3 separate regions of the Mus musculus genome follow, and all the other regions are linked to region 1. Evidence: chromatin contacts called from public Hi-C and HiChIP or PLAC-seq data. All regions are on one chromosome and are shown on one strand. Each heading gives the region's core, a stretch centred on a gene start, on an enhancer-like site or on the middle of the called end of the contact. The rest is flanking DNA. Distances are from core to core; before and after follow the strand shown.

Evidence for each region. Hi-C and Micro-C count contacts between places; a contact is called where the count stands out from the background. HiChIP or PLAC-seq counts read pairs in DNA pulled down with a chosen protein or histone mark.
Region 2: a contact with region 1 is called in a Hi-C map of embryonic stem cells, with 4 times the contacts expected there. The contact joins two enhancer-like sites. A contact is called at or near these places in 4 of 15 datasets of contacts at CTCF or cohesin (embryonic stem cells, large pre-B cells, pro-B cells and 1 more), 32 of 484 Hi-C or Micro-C datasets (B cells, the C10 cell line, the G1E-ER4 cell line and 6 more), 7 of 115 datasets of contacts at active chromatin or transcription factors (effector CD8 T cells, embryonic stem cells and pancreatic cancer cells) and 1 of 9 other capture datasets (embryonic stem cells).
Region 3: a contact with region 1 is called in an H3K27ac HiChIP or PLAC-seq map of embryonic stem cells, with 2.3 times the contacts expected there. The contact joins two enhancer-like sites. A contact is called at or near these places in 10 of 39 promoter capture datasets (the 3T3-L1 cell line, 3T3-L1-derived adipocytes, the C10 cell line and 6 more), 2 of 15 datasets of contacts at CTCF or cohesin (large pre-B cells and pro-B cells), 5 of 484 Hi-C or Micro-C datasets (CD4 T cells, the HL-1 cell line, embryonic stem cells and 1 more), 5 of 115 datasets of contacts at active chromatin or transcription factors (differentiating embryonic stem cells, embryonic stem cells, epiblast stem cells and 1 more) and 1 of 9 other capture datasets (adipose tissue).

Annotation. Positions count from the first base shown.
Region 1 is chr14:78,868,910-78,871,588 of GRCm38.p6, reverse strand. The region is part of intron 2 of Vwa8 (von Willebrand factor A domain containing 8); the gene reads right to left. Among named protein-coding and RNA genes, the nearest start is that of Vwa8, 21 kb to the right of the region's middle. Within about 2 kb of position 1,353, at least 6 of the 459 cell types and tissues checked have an H3K27ac peak or open chromatin away from gene starts, as enhancers often do. A contact at or near this core is called in embryonic stem cells, where this site is marked.
Region 2 is chr14:79,108,256-79,110,934 of GRCm38.p6, reverse strand. All of the region lies in intron 37 of Vwa8 (von Willebrand factor A domain containing 8), which reads right to left. The region is part of intron 1 of Gm30970 (a long non-coding RNA gene); the gene reads left to right. Among named protein-coding and RNA genes, the nearest start is that of Gm30970, 26 kb to the left of the region's middle. Within about 2 kb of position 1,369, at least 21 of the 459 cell types and tissues checked have an H3K27ac peak or open chromatin away from gene starts, as enhancers often do. A contact at or near this core is called in embryonic stem cells, where this site is marked.
Region 3 is chr14:79,016,737-79,019,415 of GRCm38.p6, reverse strand. It overlaps Vwa8 (von Willebrand factor A domain containing 8), which reads right to left. Exons shown (of 45, transcript NM_027906.1): 18 at 703-809. Among named protein-coding and RNA genes, the nearest start is that of Gm30970, 120 kb to the left of the region's middle. Within about 2 kb of position 1,370, at least 5 of the 459 cell types and tissues checked have an H3K27ac peak or open chromatin away from gene starts, as enhancers often do. A contact at or near this core is called in embryonic stem cells, where this site is marked.

The DNA.
Region 1 (2,679 bases), core at 104-2,603:
TAGCTAAATATGATAGCCTGCTCTCTGTTTGAGCAGGTAAGTTATCTGTCTGTCTTTATAAGTTTGCTAAGCCATTTGAAAGAATGGTATGATGAGTTCTGAGGATTCTGTAGCCAACAAGATTTCCTGGCTATACTTAGCTAGAGACATTTTCATGTCTGCAGAGTTTGGAGTTTGTCCAGCTGGTTTTTTGTGTTGCTTTGGTCCAGTATTTCCTTGCTATGGAATTATGGAATGGTATAAATACCTTGTGTGTTAAGAGGTATGTGCTCTGCTGCTTGATTTTGATTTCATAGGGATTACATTTAAGAGATTAAAATTCAGAAAAGACTTTTAACTTTGAACTTTTAACATTGTGGAGACTGCTAAAGACTATGGAGACTTTTGAAGTTGGACTAAATGTATGTTGCATTATGCTATGTTTAGGTATTGGTCCCCATGTTTAAACAAGCCTATATGGGGGCCAGGATGTGAAGATGTGGTGGTTTGGATATACTTGGCCCAGGGAATGGCACTATTAGGAGGTGTGGCCTTGTTAGAAGAAGTGTGTCACTATGGAAGTGTACTATAAGAACCTCCACCTAGCCACGTCGGAGTCAGTTTTCTCATGTTTGCCTTTGGAACATGAGGTGTAGAACTTTCAGCTCCTTCAGTGCCATGCCTGCCTGGACACTGCCATGCTTCTCACCATGATGATAATGGACTGAACCTCAGAACTTGTAAGCCTGCCCCAATTAAATGTTTTCCTTTGTAACAGTGGCCTTGGTTATAGTGTCTCTTGACATAAATGAAAACCCTAACTAACACAGTGGTGCTGTAGGCCTTATTTCCTCTGTCTTTATTTTACTATCTTAATTTTATTTATAAATTCTTCTAATATTTTCTAAGGCCTGTCTCCATTTTTCATATTTTTCTTCTTGTATCTGTATCATGTTATTTCCTTTTTATTCTTATTTATAAATTTTTCTAATTTTTCTTCTAAACCTTGTCCAAGTAAGTCACTTATCTCTTTCTCTTTTGTTTCTATACTTAAACCATCTAAAATGGCATAATATAGAGTCCAAAAGTTCTGTCATTGTGCCTCTCATCTTTATGTCTTATTTCTTTAAATATATTTAATTCTCTCTTTAAGGACTTCATTTTATCATTATAAACTATTTTTCTGTGATTATTTATACCTAATTTTATTTCTCTTTTATTATTTTCAGTAATACTCTACTAGTTCAGAAGTTTGGAGCTTTTCAGTCCCACTTTAGCTCTGGGAAAATCTGCAGGCTCCTCAGGCCAGCTTGTGTCTGTGACTAACTCCACCCCCTTGCCTTAGTCTAGCAGGTGCTGTTGCTGGGTCACTAAGCTCCACCCACTTCAGGGTCAGATTCTTTCTCTGGGCAATCGTAGGCTTTTCTCCTGTGGACCTGAGTTGGGCTGTCTGGCTCTCTCTGCAACTGTGCTATGCTTGGAGAAGCTGTAGCTACAGGGCATTCAGTCTCCTGTCCAACAGAGACCTTGAGGCAGCTCCAGTACCTGCGTATGGATTAGCTCACAGGCCACTGGCTCTTAAAAGGGATTTTAGCTTCCGCCATGCTAGAAAACTGCTCTGGGAAGTGTTTGTTTCCAGCCTTTCCAGCTGCTTTCACTGCTTTCTTGCCTGGCTTTCTGAACTTTCTCAGGCCCCACTGTTGAGGTTTGGTCTTTTGCTATGCTAAATACTGGTTGCACTAAATGATTATTTTAAAAGAGTGGACTTTGGGGCTGTGAAGAGGGCTCAGCAGTTAACATCACTCACCACTCTTGTAGAAGACCCAGTCTCAGACCCAACACAGATATCATGATCACTTATAATTTCAATTCCAGGAGATCTAATGCTCTTCTGCCCTCTAAAGGCACATGCATATGCTCAAACATAAATCTTTTTTAATGTGAACTGTATAGCGTATGGATTGAATTTCAATAAAACAATGGAAAGGTTCAACAAAATGGATGAACTTCAAATTCATCTCCTTAAAGGAAAGAAGCCAAATACATATACACATATGCACACATACACAATACACAAACATACACAAACATACATACACATACAATCATGTATGTATATATATATATATATATATATATATATATATATATATACACACACACACATACAAGCATACAAACACATACACAAACATGAACATGCACATACAAAACATGGACATACATGCTTACACACATACAAAACATGTACATGCACACACAAACATGAACATACATACAAAACATGCATAAAACACACATATACACATACACTCAGACATACCATAGTGATACTATTTTTATAAAGCTGAAAACTAAGTACAGCTGACTTACTATGGCAGAGAAGAGAGCAGTGGTTTCCAGGGCAGGGAAAAGCAGAGGTGATGAGAGTAATCTTGATGTGCATACAACTTCATAAAATGATCAAAACTAACCAAATTAGAGGCTTCCTTTATCATGTGCATTTTATTGTACCTGACATCCAACTCAAGCCACAGTATGGGACACACATGGACATGTCTGCCTCTCACAGGCTTCACAATGCCAAAGCCCATGACAGAAACCAAGGCAAACACTGTGTAGTACAGACCAGCATAGAACCCATGATGGCACACTGGGTTTATACCAGCCACTCTAACTTGTATTCATGCATTCTATGGT
Region 2 (2,679 bases), core at 120-2,619, 240 kb before region 1:
GTGATGGACTGGAATCCTTGGAGGGGTGGAAAACTTGACTAGTGACTGTTTCTGAACTGCAATGCATGTAAGACAGGCAGTCCCCATACAGGAGTGTCACTGGGAGGCAGTCTTCTTTCTAATTCTTTGCTCAACCGCAGATGTTGCTCCTGGGGTATGACTAGGCTGGGGATGGGCTTGAGAGCATCTGCCTGGGATGTGTGAGGCTCTGTTCAATCCAGCACTGGACAGGAAAAAAGGATTTTCTTTGTTTCTCTGTTTTGCTTTGCTTTATTTTTTGTTGTTGTTGTTTTTGTTTTTTGTTTCTAAAAGACACTGCTATCTGTAGTTGAGACAACCGTGGTTTCTATATTTCCCAGAGAGAGCAAGACACTTGTGTTGCAGTAAATCTCCAACCCAAATATGCCCTGGCAATGACAACACAACTCAGTTAATATGATTACATGCTGTGCGCCTAGATTGGGCAGATCTGCCACTACACTACCATCTTCCACATCTTATGAGATCCCTTAGAACTTGTGGTTTCTCCAGGCCATGAGCTTCTGCTCTGCTTTATTTTCTTCCTCCTCCTCTGCACTGCCTTTCTCTCAAACCTCCTTCTCTCTCCCCACCTTCTGCTCCACCTTCCCTTTTACCTGCCCAAGCATCAGCTCTCCTTTATTTCACAAATGAAGGTGGGAAGCAGGTTTACAGGAAATCACCTGAGTGCTGACTCATTCCTCGTTCACAAGCACTCACTAGAGAACGGAATTAACATCAAATATAATCAGCCCCAGGGCTATCCACAACACAGTGCAGTCTGCCTTCTTTTTAGAAACCATCAGTTTTCAAAGGATTGGGCATAAAGATAGTTCAGCTGATGGCACATAGGAACCAAACCCTACCTGCCTGTGAGAGATCACTGCATACACAATATCCCGGAATTTTGTAAATAGACCATTAACCTCTGGTAGCTGGAACAGTAGGGAGGAAAGGTTTACACCACAGAACTTGGCATACATCATTAGCACCCCCTGTCCGCAGTGGCCAGGACAGCCATCTTATCAGCAGATCCTAGGAACACCTGCCAGGAGAGCTTACATTCTCAGTAGGTACTCCTGAGAATCTTACAGAACCAAAAGTTACTCCTATGGATTTCTCTAGCAGGAATAAACAATAGAAAAGTGATTATAGGCATAGCCCAAGGGTCACCATGTAAGCAAACAGTAAAAGCCAGGTGTACTTATACATGAATAGAGATACAGCAGGAAATTGCAAAAGACTGTGAAAGGCATTGCTTTTCTGGGAAAAGGAGATTCCCACAGACAGCACGTGTGTAAGTGTTGGCTTGCAGACAATTCTGCTGGGCTCCTCCCAACAGTGATCTAGCAACAGCTTGTGTCACTGCCTGCCAGGTGTGAACCAGGTGCCCATAAACAGGACTGCCTGCTAGCCCAGCCCCTCTGCCTCTCTCTGCCTCTCTCTGCCTCTCTCTGCCTCTCTCTGCCTCTCTCTGCCTCTCTCTTTCTCTCTCTCTCTCTCTCTCTTTCTCTCTCTCTCTCTCTCTCTCTCTCTCCTCCCCTTGTTTCTCAATTTCTGTCCTTCTCTGTCCCTTCTCTGCCTCTACCCATTTCCAGGTCCCTGATCCCCACTCTTTCCCTGACAATAAACTTTCTTTTATACTAAGCCTTTTGAGTGGCAAGATTGTTCAGGGGATGCCTCAGCACTTCAGCACTGGCTGCCCAGAACTCCCAGCTCCTGCTATTGCCGATTTACATTTCACAACAACAATCACACAAGGCTTGAAGCATTCTGTAACAGTGACACACGGAAGCAGCCTGTCTCCAGAGTTATTGGCCAAAGCAAAGAACAAAGAATAAGTGGACCATGCTTTCTTTGAAAACTGAACAGAGCACTGTATATCACTAAAAGATCTTAAGATAGCTGCTTGGATATTGGGAAAAAGTTAAGTTTAAATAGAAGAGTAGCAATTATATCTGAAAATAGGCTTTCTTGTCCAACTGAACTCTTAAAACTGCAAAACTACTGAGCTAATGGCTAGAAATGGCCAACCATTGACAACAGAACTGTCACTTACACCTGCTGGCGGGAAAATCCGTTTTTTGTTTTTGTTTTTGGTTTTTTTTTTTTCTGAGACATTGGGTATATCATTCACTCCAGGTCCTCAGGCCTCATGATGAGGAGTAGTTGACCAACATATAATAGAATCCACTCTGTGTGTGTGTGTGTGTGTGTGTGTGTGTGTGTGTGTGTGTGTGTAGACATGTACTTTTTACTTGGTTTACAGTTTGGTGAGTCTTTTCTGTTTGGGTAGTGTTTTATTTTGTTTTCCTGGACTGGAGGATTTTGTTGCTGCACTGGCTTTTGTTTGTCTTGAGAAAAAACTCAAGGGGGGAAAAGATCTAGAAGGACTTGGGGAGGGGAAAACATGATCAAAATAAATTTAAATTGAAAAATTGTTTTAAGCAGTAAACATAAGATAAAAAAGAAGATAGACTTGCATTAGCTTTTCCTCACTAAAAACAAACAAACAAATCTGCCAACCATTAGGTAGCCATTGGCGTTTGGGTGAGAGTGTTCCACACAGGCACATGCACAAGTGGTGGAACTGTTTGGGAAGGATTGGGAGGTGTGATGTCGTTGGAGGAAGTGTGCCACTGGGGCTGGGCTTTGAGGTTT
Region 3 (2,679 bases), core at 121-2,620, 150 kb before region 1:
GAAGGACAGAAAACTTTTAGAGTGTTCTGTCTTCCCCAGTTCAAGCTTCTCCTCCTGGGTAGGCAGAAGAGAGGTGGCTCTGTGGGTGAATGAGGGACCAGAGGGGACTCTCATTACATTAGTCTATGTCACCCTAGAAAATGCTCCGTGACATGCTCCAAAAGGAAACTTGGCAGCCCTCAAAATGCAAATGTATGACGAAAACAGAATTCTCGTCTGTATGGTAAAACACATTTGCAAAGACATATATCTGTCAAAATTAGACAAGTTAATTTACAACAGAAACTTCTAAAACCTTTAGTATGTTAGTATCAAACTGACTCTTGGCACGCATGCAAAGTGGGGGCAGGGGTTTGTCTAATATTCATTGAAAGAAGTGATATTTAAAAAATGGCTTCAGACTGGTTTTTATTATTTGTTTGGCTTTGACTTTGGCTTTTGTTTTTGGAGACAGGGTTTCTCTTGTTATAACAACCCTGGCTGTCTTGAACTCACTTTGTATACCAAGCTGGCCTTGAACTCACAGCATGCACAACTATGTCTGACCACAGATTTGTTTCTTAAAGAAAGGAATACAGATTCACTTGTTAAGTACAATACACAAAAAACGAAATGGATTTAACAAGAGCTTTATTGAAAGCTCTCGGACCAAGTGTTTGGTCATTGTTATGTAACCTTCACTTAGCCAAGTCAAGTACTTACACTTGTAATTCTCCAGCTCTGGCTCCAGGCTGTCCTCAGTGTTTGTTTCTATTGCCGCATCTGCCAGATTCTTCTCCAGTGCAGACTGAGCAAGGCTTGGTAAGAACCTAGTAAGGGATGGAGGACCGTGAGGAAAGCAATGCTTCCTTCAGTTCTCAAGTGTCTTTTAACACACACTCCTTCACTAATTGCAACCGATTAAGGAAAAACTGTGTGTAAAGCATATGTTACTGTAATCTTTAATAACTAAGCTTATATGTAATACCAATATTCATTTATATACATTCTGCAGATTATGATGAAAACTTGGGCTTTCATAAGTGGATTTTGTGTACTTCCTGTTTATTGTGAAATTGTATATTGTAGCATATCAAATTTTTCCTAAGTGAATAAAACAGCAATATTCCAGCCTGCTCTAAGGTGGCAAACACAAATTTAAATCAGCAGAAGTAGGTTAATGTGGTTTTCCTTACTTTTTAAACATAAATTACAGAAAGATCATTCATTTTTGTGTTTCCTTCCATTATGGAATCTCTTTCTACCTATTTTATTGTCAAAATAACAATCTGTGTGCCACAAGACACTCTTCAACTACAAAGACACTGTAAGTACTGTGGCTTGGAACAGTTTTCTGCTACATCCACTCCAGTGAAGTCTGCTTGACAGGCCGAGAGGCCTGGAAGCACTCACAAGGCAAGGAAACTCGCCTCCTGGAACCTTGGCATTCCCACACGTTTCTTCACTAGGCTCAAAGAAGCAACATAAATCAGGCATTTACTAAGAACCCCTGGTGGTGGGCTTAACAATAGACTAGCATTACACCTGGCTCCCTTCTTAGTGATTAAAGTGGCCTGGTCCCCGCCATCTTTTGATGTATACATTCCTTTTGCTTTGTGTCACTGTAACTTGGTGGATGTGTCTCTCGCCTGGTTTCTTGTTATTCTTCTGTATAAAAAGTTTGATGCTTGATTTGAAAAATTACACTTAGATACAACACACTTTCTCCTGTTGTCTTTGTCATTCGCCCACTCCTTCACCCACTTGCCATCAGAGACCCGTTCTGTGCAGATAGGAGACCCAAAAAAGGGGGTTAGTCTGCGGGAGTTTTCCTTCTGCACAAAGTTATGTTTAGAATTTATGATCCTGGTTAACTCACAGGAAGGAACTTCAGTCAGTGATTGCCTATTCTATGCTAGTATAAAGCAATCATCAGGTAATGCAGTGTCCCAAATAAACAAGTGCAGAAAACACCATCCAAATTTAGGTTTACATAGTACTAAACCTTGCACATGCTCCCTCAGACTTGAGAACAAACCCCTAATAGTACAAAGGATGGCATAAGCCAGAGGCATGTGAATGAGAGAGTGTAAAACACTGGGGGACTAGGGGGATTATGAGTCCCTGTCCCCATAAGATTCTGAGCCACAGACCTGACACTGTGTCTTACCTACTGCCTCCCTTGGGTCCTATAAGATCATGGGGAAGTTTACATACCTCTAGGTTTTTATCTTATCAATTCACAAGTCATCACATGTCTTAGATCATGGCTTTGCTGTTCAAAACCAAGCCCCCACCTTATCTACTGAGCCCATTACAGGGTTTCCATCCTGTTTCTTGAGCTTTTGACCTGGCATCATGCACAACATTCTTCTCACAGTTGCCCCCCGAGCCTGGGAATATTGGGCCCTTCCTGGGCCTTTTTACTATTCCCTGTTAGATCACCTGGACTGATACCTAGCACTCACAAGCTTTGACTTGTCTGCTGATCTCCACAGTGTCTACTAACACATCTCAGACTGGCCCTATATGGGAACACTTCTGGTCTTGTCCAAAGACTAGAGGATAAAAGACTTGAGAAGAGAGATAGTAATACTAGGTCTAAAGGAACAGATGAGGACCTATACCAGTAGTGCTGGCAATGGGGGGTCTGAGGCACAAAGACAGCAATAAGGGCTAGCCAACTTCACAGGGACACCT